2 separate regions of the Ovis aries genome follow, and region 2 is linked to region 1. The links are chromatin contacts, called in public Hi-C maps. All regions are on one chromosome and are shown on one strand. The core of a region is the stretch at or near the end of the contact, and the rest is flanking DNA. Distances in the headings are between cores, read along the strand shown. Region 1 holds the start of RHBDD2 (rhomboid domain containing 2). Region 2 holds the start of MDH2 (malate dehydrogenase 2).

What was found. A called contact is a pair of places that touch in the nucleus more often than the background predicts.
Region 2: a Hi-C map of liver shows a contact between it and region 1, with 3 times the contacts expected there. The contact joins the promoter of MDH2 here to the promoter of RHBDD2 in region 1. A contact is called at or near these places in 13 of 16 Hi-C or Micro-C datasets (blood, hypothalamus, liver and 5 more).

The regions. Positions count from the first base shown.
Region 1 is chr24:34,564,585-34,567,928 of ARS-UI_Ramb_v3.0, reverse strand. RHBDD2 (rhomboid domain containing 2) reads right to left here and starts at 1,318. Exons shown (of 4, transcript XM_004020978.5): 1 at 1,107-1,318. The coding sequence starts at 1,284.
Region 2 is chr24:34,696,407-34,699,522 of ARS-UI_Ramb_v3.0, reverse strand. It overlaps MDH2 (malate dehydrogenase 2), which reads right to left and starts at 1,403. Exons shown (of 9, transcript XM_004021260.5): 1 at 1,227-1,403. The coding sequence starts at 1,292. STYXL1 (serine/threonine/tyrosine interacting like 1) reads left to right here and starts at 638. Exons shown (of 7, transcript XM_060405976.1): 1 at 638-874.

The DNA of each region.
Region 1 (3,344 bases), core at 69-2,568:
GCTTTTAGATTTGAGCAGGGAGGCAGGCTAAGAACCATATACCTCAGTCAGGCCATCTCTGTAAGGCTTCATTATCTGAAGAGTACCGTCATTACTTGTTGAGTACTTCCAACACTGAAATCCCAAGGGTACATGTGAAAATTCTAGAAGCAATTCTATATAATTTGGGGATTAGAAAGCCTAAGGTTCCAGTTCCAAAACGTCACACGATGCAAAGAACAATACGGGTTCCTGTGTCAATCGTATGACTCAAAGCTCCATGAGTCTTCCCTTTAAGCCTCAGTTTCATCTAAAGAATGGACAACAATAAAGCTCATGGGCAATAAAGCCTACAGTGATAATACGTCATGGGATCACCGTGAGAATGAAAAGGGATTAATGCCTGTGAAAGTGCTTTGCAAAACAACAAAAGTCATACAAATCTCCCATTTTCCTCCCCAGAAAAGAATGGGGAAGAAACAGAGACTAAGAACATCTTTTATGAGCAGATATTTATAATTAATTGGTCTGCAAAATCTCTCCATCTCCCCAAGAAAACCAACACCTCTCCAAAAGGTACAAGACACTCCGCTCCCGCTATAAGCTGGGAATCGGAGTCAGGATTAAGATAAAAACGAAGATGCAGAAGAAATTCTAAACCCTAGGAGGCCAGGATGCTTACAGAGGTGGCCACAGATACAGCTCGAGTGTCTTGAGAAGGTGAAAAAAAAATTTTTTTTTTCCAGTAGGGGGCTGGGCCCTAAAACAGACGTAGGAAAAAATAAATAAATAAAACAGACGTAGGTGTGATTGCGACAAGGCAGAGAAAAATCCTCCTCGGCGAGCAAGCAGGGTGGAATGAAACCTAATTACTACAAATGGATATGGGAGCCTTGACCAGTACGATGGCGACAAGGACCGGAACAAATCTGGGTAGGGAAGGGTTACAAGGGATGACCAAGATGAGGCTCTGCACAAAGACGTGGAATATGGGGCTGGTCCTCCAGGTGGGGAGAATGATGCGGACGGAGATGGGGTGGCGTGGGTGCTGGGAGGCCGGAGCCCAGGGCCTGGCGAGGTCGGAGGAAAAAGGACTGGCACCCGGGACCCGGCCCCGCCCTGCTCACCTTGCCAGTTGTGCAGGGCCTCGGACCGCAGCGAGAGACCCGAGGGCGCCAGGGGCTGCTGCAGCAGGAACAGACGGGGCCCGGATACCAGCAGCGAGAGCAGCGCGGTGAAGAAGGTGGCGGATGGCACCTCGGGCCGCAAGGACCAGCTTCGGTACCCGGGCTCCGAGACCGCCATGGCCGCCAATGCTCCCGCTTACCTACGCAGCTCTGGCTGGTCTTCGGCTCCTTCCGTCTCCCTGCGGCTGTCACCCCTGGCAACAGCGGCGGAGGTGGCCGGAAGCCCCGCCTCCCAGAGGCCCCGCCCCGTGCGCCGTTACCCAATCCAGTAACTCGCGCTGGCATGCCTCCCACGCGCGTGGGCCGTAGGGAGTCCAGCCAGTGAACTCTGGCTGCAGCACCCTTGGGATCCGCTACGAGTCCCGTGTGGGAGCCGGTTGGGGAGCGCCGGGCGGGGCGGCTCGAATTTTGGATTTCGTCATCTCAGCTCTAACTACCTAATGAATAATGTGCCTTGCAGTTTGCAGACCCATCTCTCTCTCTCTCTCTCACACACACAGCCTCCATTATCTGTGTTTACCTTCATTAATACCAGTGAAGACACTAGGGTCTGGGTAATGCAGTTAGATGGCAAAGACAATTAGAACGCAGGTTCCCGCCGTTGCTATGGCCTGGAATTGGCTACTGGCAAAGGGTTTGGGAGCAGGAGGAGAAGGGGACGACAGAGGATGAGATGGCTGGATGGCATCACCGACTCGATGGACATGAGCTTGAGTGAACTCCGGGAGTTGGTGATGGACAGGGAGGCCTGGTGTGCTGCGATTCATGGGGTCGCAAAGAATCGGACACGATTGAGCGACTGAACTGAAGTGAACTGAACTGAAAGGCAGGTTTTGGTGCCTGGATTAAAGTAACAGGGTAGGAAAGGAAGGAGGACTTCCACGGAAGGCCCTGAAGTGTTGTCCAGTCGCTAAATTGTATCCGACAATGACTGACTCTTTGCGACCCGGTGGATTGCAGCACGCCAGGCTTCCTTGTCCTTCGCTATCTCCTGGAGTTTGTTCAGATTCATATGCATTGAGACAGTGATGTTATCTAAGCATCTCATCCCCTGCCGCCCTCTTCTCCTTTTGCCTTCCATCTTTTCCAGCATCAGGATCTTTCCCAATGACCTGAAGTATTAGGGATGTAGTATAACAATAATAATAATCAAGGTCTGTTTTAGCCCTTAAAGTCTGAAAAGCACCTTCACCAGAGAAGAAAAGCACCTTCACCTTCACCAGTTGTTTAGACAACTGAACTATTGTTTCCTCAATTACAGATGCTCCAAACTAGGACTAGGATCTGAATCCTTGTTTGCTAAGTGCTAACTTTCTTCCCTTTTCACTATTTCCCTCCAATATCCTGCCTACTGCTACATGTATATAAATTTGACTACTGAGAAATGAACAAATGTTTCATTCTCTGTGCTGGACTTTCAGATTGGTTCCCAGACCTAGTCTGCCCCCCTGTCAATGGTTCTGGCAATGTCTGTGTTCCCATAAACCTCAGGAAGGGAACCTGAGATTCTTTTCATTATTTGTGTTTAGTACTCAAAAATAACTGTAGTTTTGCGGCTATAAATATACAGCCATGGAACATATTTCAGCGAATTCTATGTCAGTTCAGTTCAATTCAGTTTCTCAGTCATGTCCGACTCTTTGAGACCCCTTGGACTGCAGCATGCCAGGCTTTCCTGTCCATCAGCAACTCCCGGAGCTTACTCAAACTCATGCCCATCGAGTCGGTGATGCCATCTAACCATCTCATCCTCTCTTGTCCCCTTCTCCTCCTGCCTTCAAATTTGCCCAGTTGATACTTCAAAGTTGCCCAGTTGGTCTCTTCCAATGAGTCAGTTCTTCGCATCAGGTGGCCAACTTATTGAGTTTCAACTTCAGCATCAGTACTTCCAATGAATATTCAGGACTGATTTCCTTTAGGATGGACTGGTTGGATCTCCTTGCAGGCCAAGGGACTCTCAAGAGTCTTCTCCAACACCACAGTTCAAAAGCATCAATGCTTCAGTGCTCAGCTTTCTTCACAGTCCAACTCTCACATCCATACATGACTACTGGAAAAACCACAGCTTTGACTAGACGGACCTTTGTTGGTAAAGTAATGTCTCTGCTTTTTAATTTGCTGTCTAGATTGGTCATAACTTTTCTTCCAAGGAACAACCATCTTTTAATTTCATGGCTG
Region 2 (3,116 bases), core at 154-2,653, 130 kb before region 1:
TTCCAAGCAGTTTTTCCTACCTTAGCAACTCAACTCCAAAATCCAAAGCCTTGGTTTTCTCCATGTTCCTTCTTGTCTCAATACCCTTCATGAAATCATACCAGCAAATATTGGTCTTTTCCTCAGTTAGTTCCCTTCCCCTACTCCTCAGTGTCACTCTTCAACACTCCCACTGGTCCTAGGGGTCCTAAGTTTACTCACTTTTGGCATAAGTGCTGCTTCTCACTCATCCTGGTATCACCTGCAGCACCCAACACAGTTCTGGGCAAGCAGATATTCAAAGGCACTTATGTGTATATTTATTTTCCAAATGAACTGAACACACAAGAGACTGGTCTGAAAGGCAGAGGCTAAGAAATGCAGAACCTCATTTAACAATCACCTCCCTTTTAGGGCAAGGTACTTAAGAGGCGAGGTGGGTATTCCAGGGTTCTCATACTTGGGTTGTATTAGAATCACCTGGGGCTCTTGGTAAAAGCAGAGGCCCAGCGGGTCCTATCTCCTTCACTGACCCTCTGTCTTTGATCTTTATCAGTATTCTGGTGATTCTGATACACACCAGAGTTTAGGAATCGCTGCCCGAGTCGGCTAAAAATAGCTTAGGCTTAAGTAGTTTCAGGCCAAGCCAGGCCCAGGCGGTCCACCGCAGGCAGCAGCCTTCAAAAGGTCCTTAAGAGGAAGCAGAGTCTTCGGGTTCTTAGAGGGAAGGCTTGGTGATCCAAAAAGAAAAAATTGCAGCGGCCAGCAGAGGGGAATTTTAATCCTCTGGCCAAAAGACTGTGTAACCTGGGACCAGTGTTTTACCCTGGGTAGTTCTCTCTGCACTATGAAGTTAAAAATTACACAACGCTTGTACGGAAGCTGCAACAACAAGGTTAGTCTCTCAAAATACCACGGAAGGTAAGTTACTTTAGGCCCTACAGCCCTGGCTTCTCAAGCTTGAAGGAGCACAGGTCAAGAGCAGACTCTGGGGGTGAACTGGCAGGCTCGGAGAAGCGGCCCGGTACTGGAGCTGGGCTATTTCCCGCCTCCCTGCCTCCGGGACTTTCTCCCCGCACCTCCCGCCCAGTATCAGGGCCGACCCAGCCGACACAACTGCGGGTCTGCACCAGGCGGCCCTGCGGTCCAAGCTGATTGACCCGGGGTCAAGGCTGCTCGCGAGCCAGGAACACACGTGGCCTAGGCCGGAGAGCCTCCACCTGCAGGCTGCCCCTCGCAGGGCCTACCTGGGCCGAGGTGCTGAAGCTGCGGCGGAGAGCGGCGCCGGCAGGCCGGGCGAGGGCGGAAAGCATGGCTGGGGCGGGCGGGGCGCAGACAGGCTGGCAGAGGAGCTGTCAGCAGACAAGTGACTCCAACGACCTCCACACTGCACAGGACCTCCCGGCTCTGCTCCGCCTTGTCTCGCGAGAGCGGCGCTGCTTCCGGCGCCCCCACTTCCCAGCTCTCGCGGTATCTCTGCCACATCCGGGCTTTCTAGGAGGCCCGCAGAAGGGTGCTTCTCGGAGCGCATTCTTGGGCTGGGTCATAGCGCTGGTTGTGTTGCGCGCCGACTGTGAGGCAGACGCGGTCAGAGTGGGAGGGAGAGTCCGCACTCGAGAGGTGGAAGAAGACGGGCTGTAGGCTTGGAAAGCCTTAGAGGAGCCATTTTGCAGGTGGGGCCCCAGACAAAGGCTCTGACGGGGCGACCGGCCGAGGTCAGGTCGGAGGTCCGACGGAATGGGTGCGATCCGAGCCGTCCTTCCCCTCCGCCAGCTCAGCCAAACCCACCCATCTTGCCCCTGGGGACTGGAGGGGCTCCGAACTATGGAAAGCTCTGGAAAAGAAACGGGGGAGGGGAGGTTGAGAGCCCCGGGATTGAGGTGGACGATGGGGGCTCCTCTAATCTGTCGGTCCTGTGCACCACCCCTGATCACACACAGTCCGTCCACTTGTCGTTCCTCCTGATGCCCAGGACCTTCTATTAAGTTTACAAAGCTTTAGGGACACCACTCCCGAGAATGACAGACCCTGAGCACTGACTCATCGCTAGAGTTTATTAGATGCGGTAACAGATATCCAGGTGATAAAACTTGCAAAGTCACGCCGTCCCTTCACCTCTGGTCGGCCCAGCAATGCTGTCAACCTGGCCACATCGTTTAAGCTTTAGGAGCCAAGAAACCGTGTTGAGCACAGTTAAAAGTGGATTTGTTCAGAGTCCACCACAGAGAAAGTGAAGACATGGTTTTTGCTCACTGGAAGCTTACCATTCAAATGTATCAGTATACTTAGAAGCTTCATTTGCCCTGCTGCTATTTTCTGGGGGGTGCAGAGACCTCCTTGCCCTCCAAAAGTTCAGGGTCAAGTGAGGCAGGTCATTGTGTTGCAGGCTGTTACCTTGGAGAAGTGTGCAAACCCAGTGAGGGGGAAGATGACCCCCACCTACTTGGGGACGGGTAAGCAGGAGGTGAAAAAGAACAGCTAGCCCCAGTACTGACAAACATATAAGTAGGAGGGCACGTGTGATGGCGGGCCTTCTCTTTCCTGCCTCCTTTCCATTTGTTCATTGAGCTGCTAAGACCACTTGCTTCACAGGTGAGCGAGGATCCACACATTTTCTGCCCTTAAGGAGCTCACAGTCTAGTGAGAGAGACAGGTGCATTGCAAGCAGCATGATATGGGCAACACTAGAGAATTATGAGGGGCTGTGGGAACATGAAGTGTAGGTTAAGGGAGTCAGAGAAAGCGAGGTTTGGAGAAAGAATGAGACCTATACTTTACAGGAACAGATCACCTTTAATGAGGCGAGAAGGGGTAGCAGTCGGATGAGTGAGCTGCTGCGCTAAGCTGAGAAAAGAGGAGGTATACAGGCAACATAGAACTTTTAACAACGGGGCAAGGAATTCCTGAGACCGGCTGGAGACTGGGACCAGCTGGAAGCTGGACGTAATCACTCTTAATGTCCATTCCTTCCTTCAGGGGGCGAGAGGGGGGCTCCAGGGAGTTCTTTGTCCTGTATAGAATGGTGAGGAAGACCCCACCATTGGAGGGGAGTTTTAACTCCAGGCCATTTTGAGCCGTGTAGCTTTCCTTCACAAAGGAGGTCTATCTAACTCAGATTTGGGGTGGAGGTGGGGGCC